Regions from separate parts of the Xenopus tropicalis genome. Here region 1 is linked to region 2. A link is a contact called in public Hi-C data. All regions are on one chromosome and are shown on one strand. Each heading gives the region's core, a stretch centred on a gene start, on an enhancer-like site or on the middle of the called end of the contact. The rest is flanking DNA. Distances are from core to core; before and after follow the strand shown. Region 1 holds the start of gpi (glucose-6-phosphate isomerase). Region 2 holds the start of uba2 (ubiquitin like modifier activating enzyme 2).

Evidence for each region. Hi-C and Micro-C count contacts between places; a contact is called where the count stands out from the background.
Region 1: a Hi-C map of gastrula embryo shows a contact between it and region 2, with 2.2 times the contacts expected there. The contact joins the promoter of gpi here to the promoter of uba2 in region 2. A contact is called at or near these places in 2 of 5 Hi-C or Micro-C datasets (gastrula embryo and liver).

What each region holds. Positions count from the first base shown.
Region 1 is chr4:67,587,117-67,590,619 of UCB_Xtro_10.0, forward strand. It overlaps gpi (glucose-6-phosphate isomerase), which reads right to left and starts at 1,542. Exons shown (of 18, transcript NM_001011010.1): 1 at 1,333-1,542. The coding sequence starts at 1,451.
Region 2 is chr4:67,383,116-67,386,767 of UCB_Xtro_10.0, forward strand. It overlaps uba2 (ubiquitin like modifier activating enzyme 2), which reads left to right and starts at 2,006. Exons shown (of 17, transcript NM_001017091.2): 1 at 2,006-2,145. The coding sequence starts at 2,008.

The DNA of each region.
Region 1 (3,503 bases), core at 292-2,791, 200 kb after region 2:
TGGGTATTAAAGGAACAGTACACCAAAAAATTCAAGTGTATAAAAGAAATTCCAATATAATGTACTGTTGCCCTGCACTGGTACAACTGGTGTGTTTGCCTCAGAAACACTACTATGGTTTATATACATAATGCAGCTGTGTAGCCATGGGGGCAGCCATTCAAAGGAGAAAAGGCACAGGCACTTAGCAGATAACAGATAAAACACTATTGTATTCTACAGGACTTATCCGTTATCTGCTATGTAACCTGTGCCTTTTCTCCTTTTTTCCAGCTTGAATGGCTGCCCCCGGGGCTACACCAGCTTATTATATAAACCATAGTAGAGTTACTGTAGCAAACACACAACTTTTACCAGTGCAGGGCAACAGTACATTATATTTCATTTACTTTAGAACTCTTTAATTTTTTGGTGTTACTGTTCCTTTAATTTAAAGTTAAGCAGAGTACTTTTTTTTTAATTCAGTTCCCCAAAACTCCAGAGGGACGACGCTAAGGTTAACCATTTACAATATTTTCATCCAGTTTATCTGGTATTGAGGATCATAATGATCTATTTATTTTTTTAATTGCTTTTATTTTGCTTTTTAAAACAAAACAAGGTAATGATCTATTTATTTAATTGTTGGTAAAGATCGCTCAATAACACGCACAGACTTTAGCAATTAATATATATAATGCTCTAATCACACATGCACATCATCCCATAGCCTATAGTAATTGTATTCTTTCCTTTAACCGGCATGTGACAGTCTAAGGCAATCTGTTAGCAAGTCCCAAAGCAGCAGTCCATCAATGTAAAGGCTTAAATAATCACCAACACTCCAGAAAAGAGTGGAAAAGAGAATCTACAGTAACCTGGCCAAGGTTACAGGAAACGGATCCAGGATATGTCATGAGCATCGATCGGCCACATCAGCCCACACAGTGCTGCAATGACTATTTATAGGGGAATCAAAGGGTTCCTAAATGTAAGCTGAAAGCTGCCCGGGGATGTGCAGCAGCGCACGTAGTAACCCACAAGGGTGAATGAAGGTCACAGTGACACAAGCCAGACACAGCCAGGCAGAGATGAGACTTAGAGAAGTGGCCAGTGACAGCTCCCAATATGGCTGGGTACCATATCACTATACGGCCCGCACCCTCCCCTGGTTAGAGCTCGGCTGCAAGCACCAAGCAAGGCATCACCCTGCCAATCTCTGTTCGGTTCCCTCATTCAGCTCCAGCACTAAACATGGCTGTCTGCAAGCAGGAAACACAGCACTGACTCACTGGATCTCCCTGGCCACACCGATGCCATGTTGAAGAGACGCTGCACCTTATAGTAATTTACCTGAATTTGCTGAACCTGCCCTTGTCAGCTTCAAACATCTGCCTCATGTTAAGGCCGGCATGGTGGGCTTCGTACCACTGACTCAGTTTCTGGTACACTGGGTCACAGCTGAGTGCCATTGCTGGGCTTATACAGGGTGCGAAGTTCAGCGCAGTACTAAACACGGTCAGAAGCTAAAAGAGAAGAACCAGCGGAATGAGAGCAGCAGCTCTTATACTGATCGCTCTGAGACAGCGGAAGGTGAGCTTCACGCCCATTCAGGGCTGCAACATGTGGTCTAACCCTGACCAATAGGATTCTTCAAGTGACAGCAGCCCTCTCCCCACTGTAAAACCCCGCCCTTAATTGGATGAGTCTGCACTCAGAGACAGCGGTAACCGAACGGAGAAATGTGGGAAATCGTGCATAGCAGTGCTAGAGTTCTCATTTATTCTCTATTGCTTTTTATTTTTTAGTGAAACAGGGCTTGTCAGATGATCATTTAAAGGGCCAGTAACATCAAAAAGTGAAAGTGTTTTATTTGATTTAAAAAGTTATAGGCATGTTTGCCCAGCTCCTGCAAATAAATTATGTTTGGGAAACAGTCTCATATGAGCAGGGTCGGACTGGGACACCTGTGTCCCTTCCGCCTCCCCCAACGTGGTGACCGTAAGTTTAATTTAGGTGCACTCAGAGAAGGGGGTCGGATGGGAGGGGGATTTTATGTTTTTTTTTATTAAAAACTTCACAAGAAAAGATTTAAGATTAACATAACTCAGACCAACATACCGGTCAATAATTTCAACTTACAACCAAAATTACCCCCCTACCCTAGTCCACTGGCGAAATGACCTGATGAAGAACCTGACAATTGGCCAGCGGGGGGGGTTGAGAGACTGCGGTGGGGGCCATTGGGAGGTGCAGGGGCCCCCGAGGCAGAAGCCCTGATGGGCCCTGCACCCCCCCAGTCCGAACCTGCATATGAGCAATGATTTTATGTTAACACGGGGCCATCAACCTAGAACATACAGACGTCCAGGGGGACAGAGGAGGGTAGCTCAATGCTGCCAAAGTGTGGTTGTGCCCTGCCCTGGCCCCTTTAGATGATACTGATGCAGATTACAGGGATGGAGCGGAACAGATGACAGTGTGTGCATAAAGTTCAAGGCACATGTGGGAGAATTAAAGCAGAGGATATACTAATGTGCAGATGGTAAAGCCAGCTTGCCTTTTGCACAATCATTTATTAGTCTTGGAAGTGGCTGCATGGCTGATAGAAAAGTACATTTCTGCTAGAATTCAGAAATTACAGGGTCTCAAGAGGGGTTGTTATCAATTAAGTATTCCTTTAGAATAAATACTTAACTAGCAGATCACTGATATGATAATAAGTGACCTATTAAAGAATGTTACCAAATTGACAAATTGATGGTCTGTGCTGGATGATACTGATACACATTATGGCCACCTATCTTTGGTGCATTTGGGCAGAATAGCAGGAAGTGGGAAGAACTATGGCTTTTCCTCTCTTTCTCATCAGCTGATGCACCATACCCTGGCTGACATGGTGCACTGGCAGGTGACATTTTTGAACCATCTTGACTGATAAATCAGCTAATATCCATGGTACACACCAACTGGTTGGGCTCATTGGGCCAGTGTACACATACTGAAAATTGTTCTTATATCATATTATATTGTAGCTTTAAAGCTGACTCATGCTGACTGGAGTTTGGACCAGAGGTGTGCCTAAAAAGGGACCAGTAAGGACCCAGACAGCACATATACATTTGAATCCCTCCCCATTCCTATCCCATGACACAGCCTACAAGTATGATGCGCAAGCAATACACACATGCTAAAACGAGAAATTATTTGTATAAAAACATATTTAAGAGGATTTTGACACATCTATTTTTGCAACCATCGCTATTCCATGATGAGGACCAGGTAATTTGGCAATGGTACTTTTTTTCAAAATGGAGCACCGAAGGTCTGTATGCTACTCAATATTCTCTTTAGGAGGGTACAGCTTCTGTATTTCCAGAAATGCTCCGTAGTATCCCAGGATATTGGGTCTTTGAAATGTTATAGCCAGAACTGAAAATAACCAGAAATAAAATAAAGCGTTAAACAAATTTAGGGTAAAATATTTACACACAGACCAATTTTGGCACCCACAGTGATTGTAC
Region 2 (3,652 bases), core at 756-3,255:
CCCCCATAGGCTTATATCACGTAATGTGTTTTGTCTGCTAGTCACCTTGTGCTGGTCGCTATCAGGCTGATCTGATCATCCGGCCCAAGGACCAACTGATAGGATCATAAAAGGCAGCAATGCAGGCAGTCGGCAGAGGACCGCATCAATGTGCCAAGGTGTTCCCCATCCCAAGGGATTTTTAAACCTGTCCAATAGATATATGGACAATTTCTGGTACTGTAATAGTAAAAAATAAAGACAAACACTCCTTTTAATATCAATTATATTTAAAACCATTCAAATATTTAATTTATATTAGACAGTTGATTAGAATTACATTTAATTTCAATATGCAAATAACGGTTTTGGGGTAGATATTCCATTTAACACTAGATGGGGGTATGATAATGCAACACACTGCAAAATGCTTGTATCTGCTATCTGTAAATAAGCATGTATGTACCAGGACAGGGATCCCCAACCTTTTTTACTTGTGAGCCACACTCAGATGTAGAAAGTGTAGGTGAGCCTCACAAGCATTAAACAAATGTTCTTTGGGGGTGTCAAATAAAGGCTGTGATTGGCTATTTGGTAGCTTCATGTCGACTGCTGGCCTGCAGGAGGCTCTGTTTGGAATTAAACTGGGTCTATGTGCTTCCAAAACTTTCCTCCAAGCCAGAGATGGGGAAAAATGGGCACCTACTTTGAGGCCACTTGGAGCAACATCAAAAAGAGCGGTGAGCAACATGCTGCTCACAAGCCAATGGTTAGGGATAAATGTGCCAGGGAAAGGAATGTTAGCAGTGAGATGCCACATCTGGCTAAATAAATATTACTTCATTAGTCATTTTTATTTTACCTTTCACTTTGCATGCCTATATAGCACACTCTTACACATCACTTATAACTGACTAGTACAAGTAGCAATGTCAGCAGCTGTCAAACTATATGCTAGCTGGCATAAAGCTATCACTGTAAATCCTGCATCTTGTATAAAATCATTACACACTCATATTAAACTATACTGTGTGACCAAAAAAGTTCAGTTTTGATGAGAGACTTCTGGGAAATGATTTCCATAGCATAGAAGTGATGCATAACTCTCCACTCTGCCAAACTGGGAGTAGATCTTTGCTATTAATAGAGAGATAATGAGATAAATAGGGAGCATCATTTTTTTGGCTCTACAAAATATATTTGCAAAGCCAATTTAACCACAGCATGTGGCATGGATTCCATTTGGGGCAGGCATTATTGTGCCTGCCCTGCTGGTAGAAGGGATATTAATAACAAAGAAGAAAGAAAAGATAGAGATATCGTGACACAGTATTATATCCACAAAGATCGACAACCATAATCTTGTCTCAAGCCTTGTTTGACATACAGTTAATGGCTATACCTATCAGTATAGAAGCTGTTATTTAAGTGCCAGGGATACCAAAACATGAACATTTATGGATATTTATTTAGTATATTCAAATAAAATATTTTCTATTAGACATGTTTTCCTATATATGTATAAAGAGAGAATTTACTTTTACTCATTTTTCACGAGTTCCATATTTTACTTTATTAAAAAAAAATCAGACTGTATATATTTGAACATATAAATTGAATATATTTGTTTGTGAAGCAAACATCCAGTTTTTATATGTTAAAGGACATTTGCAAAGATTAATTAGCAGCAAACCGCTATATGGACACCTCTGATGATTTTATGTCTATTTTTAGTAAATGACTTTGTAATTATTTCCCAGACCAGAGTTGAAGTCGTGCAACTGTGAGACTTTACCAGTAGGTATGTACAGAAATGCTGCTTTAAACTCGGACACTAGAGGTCCCCCTTTGAATGCAGACAGCAAGCATTAATCGGCGCTGCTGTATCACCATTAGGTGTCGCTGCAGACAACGCACTCCGTCAGCACATTGTACTGGTTCCGCTCTTTCCATTCTCCCAGTCTCGTTGTTCACCGAGGCCGCAATACTCTGCTTTCCCTCCCGTATCTCCGAGACAGCAGTGGAGCCATGGCTATGATCGGGGCTTTGCCCAAAGAACTGGCAGAAGCTGTGTCGACTAGCCGGCTGCTCGTCGTAGGGGCTGGAGGCATCGGCTGCGAGTTACTGAAAAACTTGGTGTTGACCGGCTTTATCAACCTGGATGTGGTGCGGAAAATAATGGGGACTGCAAATGGGGATCGGGAGGGCGGGGAGAAAAAGCGCCGGGCCTGCTGCGTATAAATACATAGACGCGAGGTTTAGGCTGTGCGTTACCGGTAGCTCTAGGCTTTGTTATACTGGCAGCTATAGTTCTATTGTTTCATTTCCCCGCCAAATAACTGCATCCTATCCATTGCCCCTCCCCTAGCAACCCATATCCCGGGCCGCGCTGCTGGCCCTACACCTCACTAGCACTTACTCGGAAAGGATAAGTCTCAGGGCTTCCCTATCGTTACAGCTGCCTCAGGCTGGAGCAGTCTCATATACAGAGGCCATGGAGATAGTTAGGGCTTGCACAGAGCCATAGCACTTTCACTCATGTTTTATAAATACACATGGCTTGTACTCACTTGCACAACTGTCAGCACCTTGACAGGAGGGCAACAAAATGCTGGGAATTGCCCCACTTGTATTGGTGCAAAAAGAAAAAATCGGTTGTGCTATCCAAAATAGAGTCTATAATAAAGTTAACTTGGAGTGCTTATTCCTAAAAGCCCTGGCTCCCGGCTATAAACATATTAAGTGCAAAATACAAAAAAGAAAGTCACTCACAATTCAGAAGGTGCAAAAAAAACTGCCTCCATGCAGGTTTATTGGAGCAATCGGTGAGAAGGATACCGACGTTTCGGAACCTCTCGTTCCCTTTTTCATTGTAGCATTCCCTTTTTTTGCACCTGCTGAATCCTGAGTGACTTTTAATGTTTGTATTGGTATTGGCCTGACAGCATTTTTCTTCCACCTGCTGAGCTGATGTTACCAGCTTTTGACTTTACTCATAAACTACCTATCGGTATAGAAGCTGTTATTTAAGTGCTAGGGATACCAAAACATGAACATTTATGGATATTTATTTGTTATATCCAAATAAAATATTTTCTATTAGACATGTTTTCCTATATATATGTATAAAGAGAGAATTTACTTTTACTCATTTTTCACGAGTTCCATATTTTACTTTATTAAAAAAAATCAGACTGTAAATATTTGAACATATATATTGAATATATTTGTTTGTGAAGCAAACATCCCGTTTTTATATGTTAAAGGACATGTCAACCTAGGGCTGGGCGATATACCGTTTAATACCGAATACCGGTGTTTTGTTTTGTTTTTTAAACTATATTCATTTTTCAGATACCGCAATACCGGGGTGTCAGGGTACTCACCTGTGCGGCCCGGTCTCGCGCGCGTCCCGTTGTCCGCAGGACGTTGCGCACGCGCGTCCAGGTGCGCGTGCGTCAAAGCGCATGTACATGTCAAAGCGTGCACGTCCGCGGCGCGCTGACGGCGCCGGTTCTGCACATGCATGGCGGGTATTTAAAGCTATCAAACGCCTCCTCCTGTGCTATGTTGTCTGCGGCCTTGCCTGGGAAACTAAGCCTGCCTGATTTACCTTACGACTTTCTATTGCCGATCCTTCGCTTGCCTGACTCTGATTTTCAATACTGCAGTA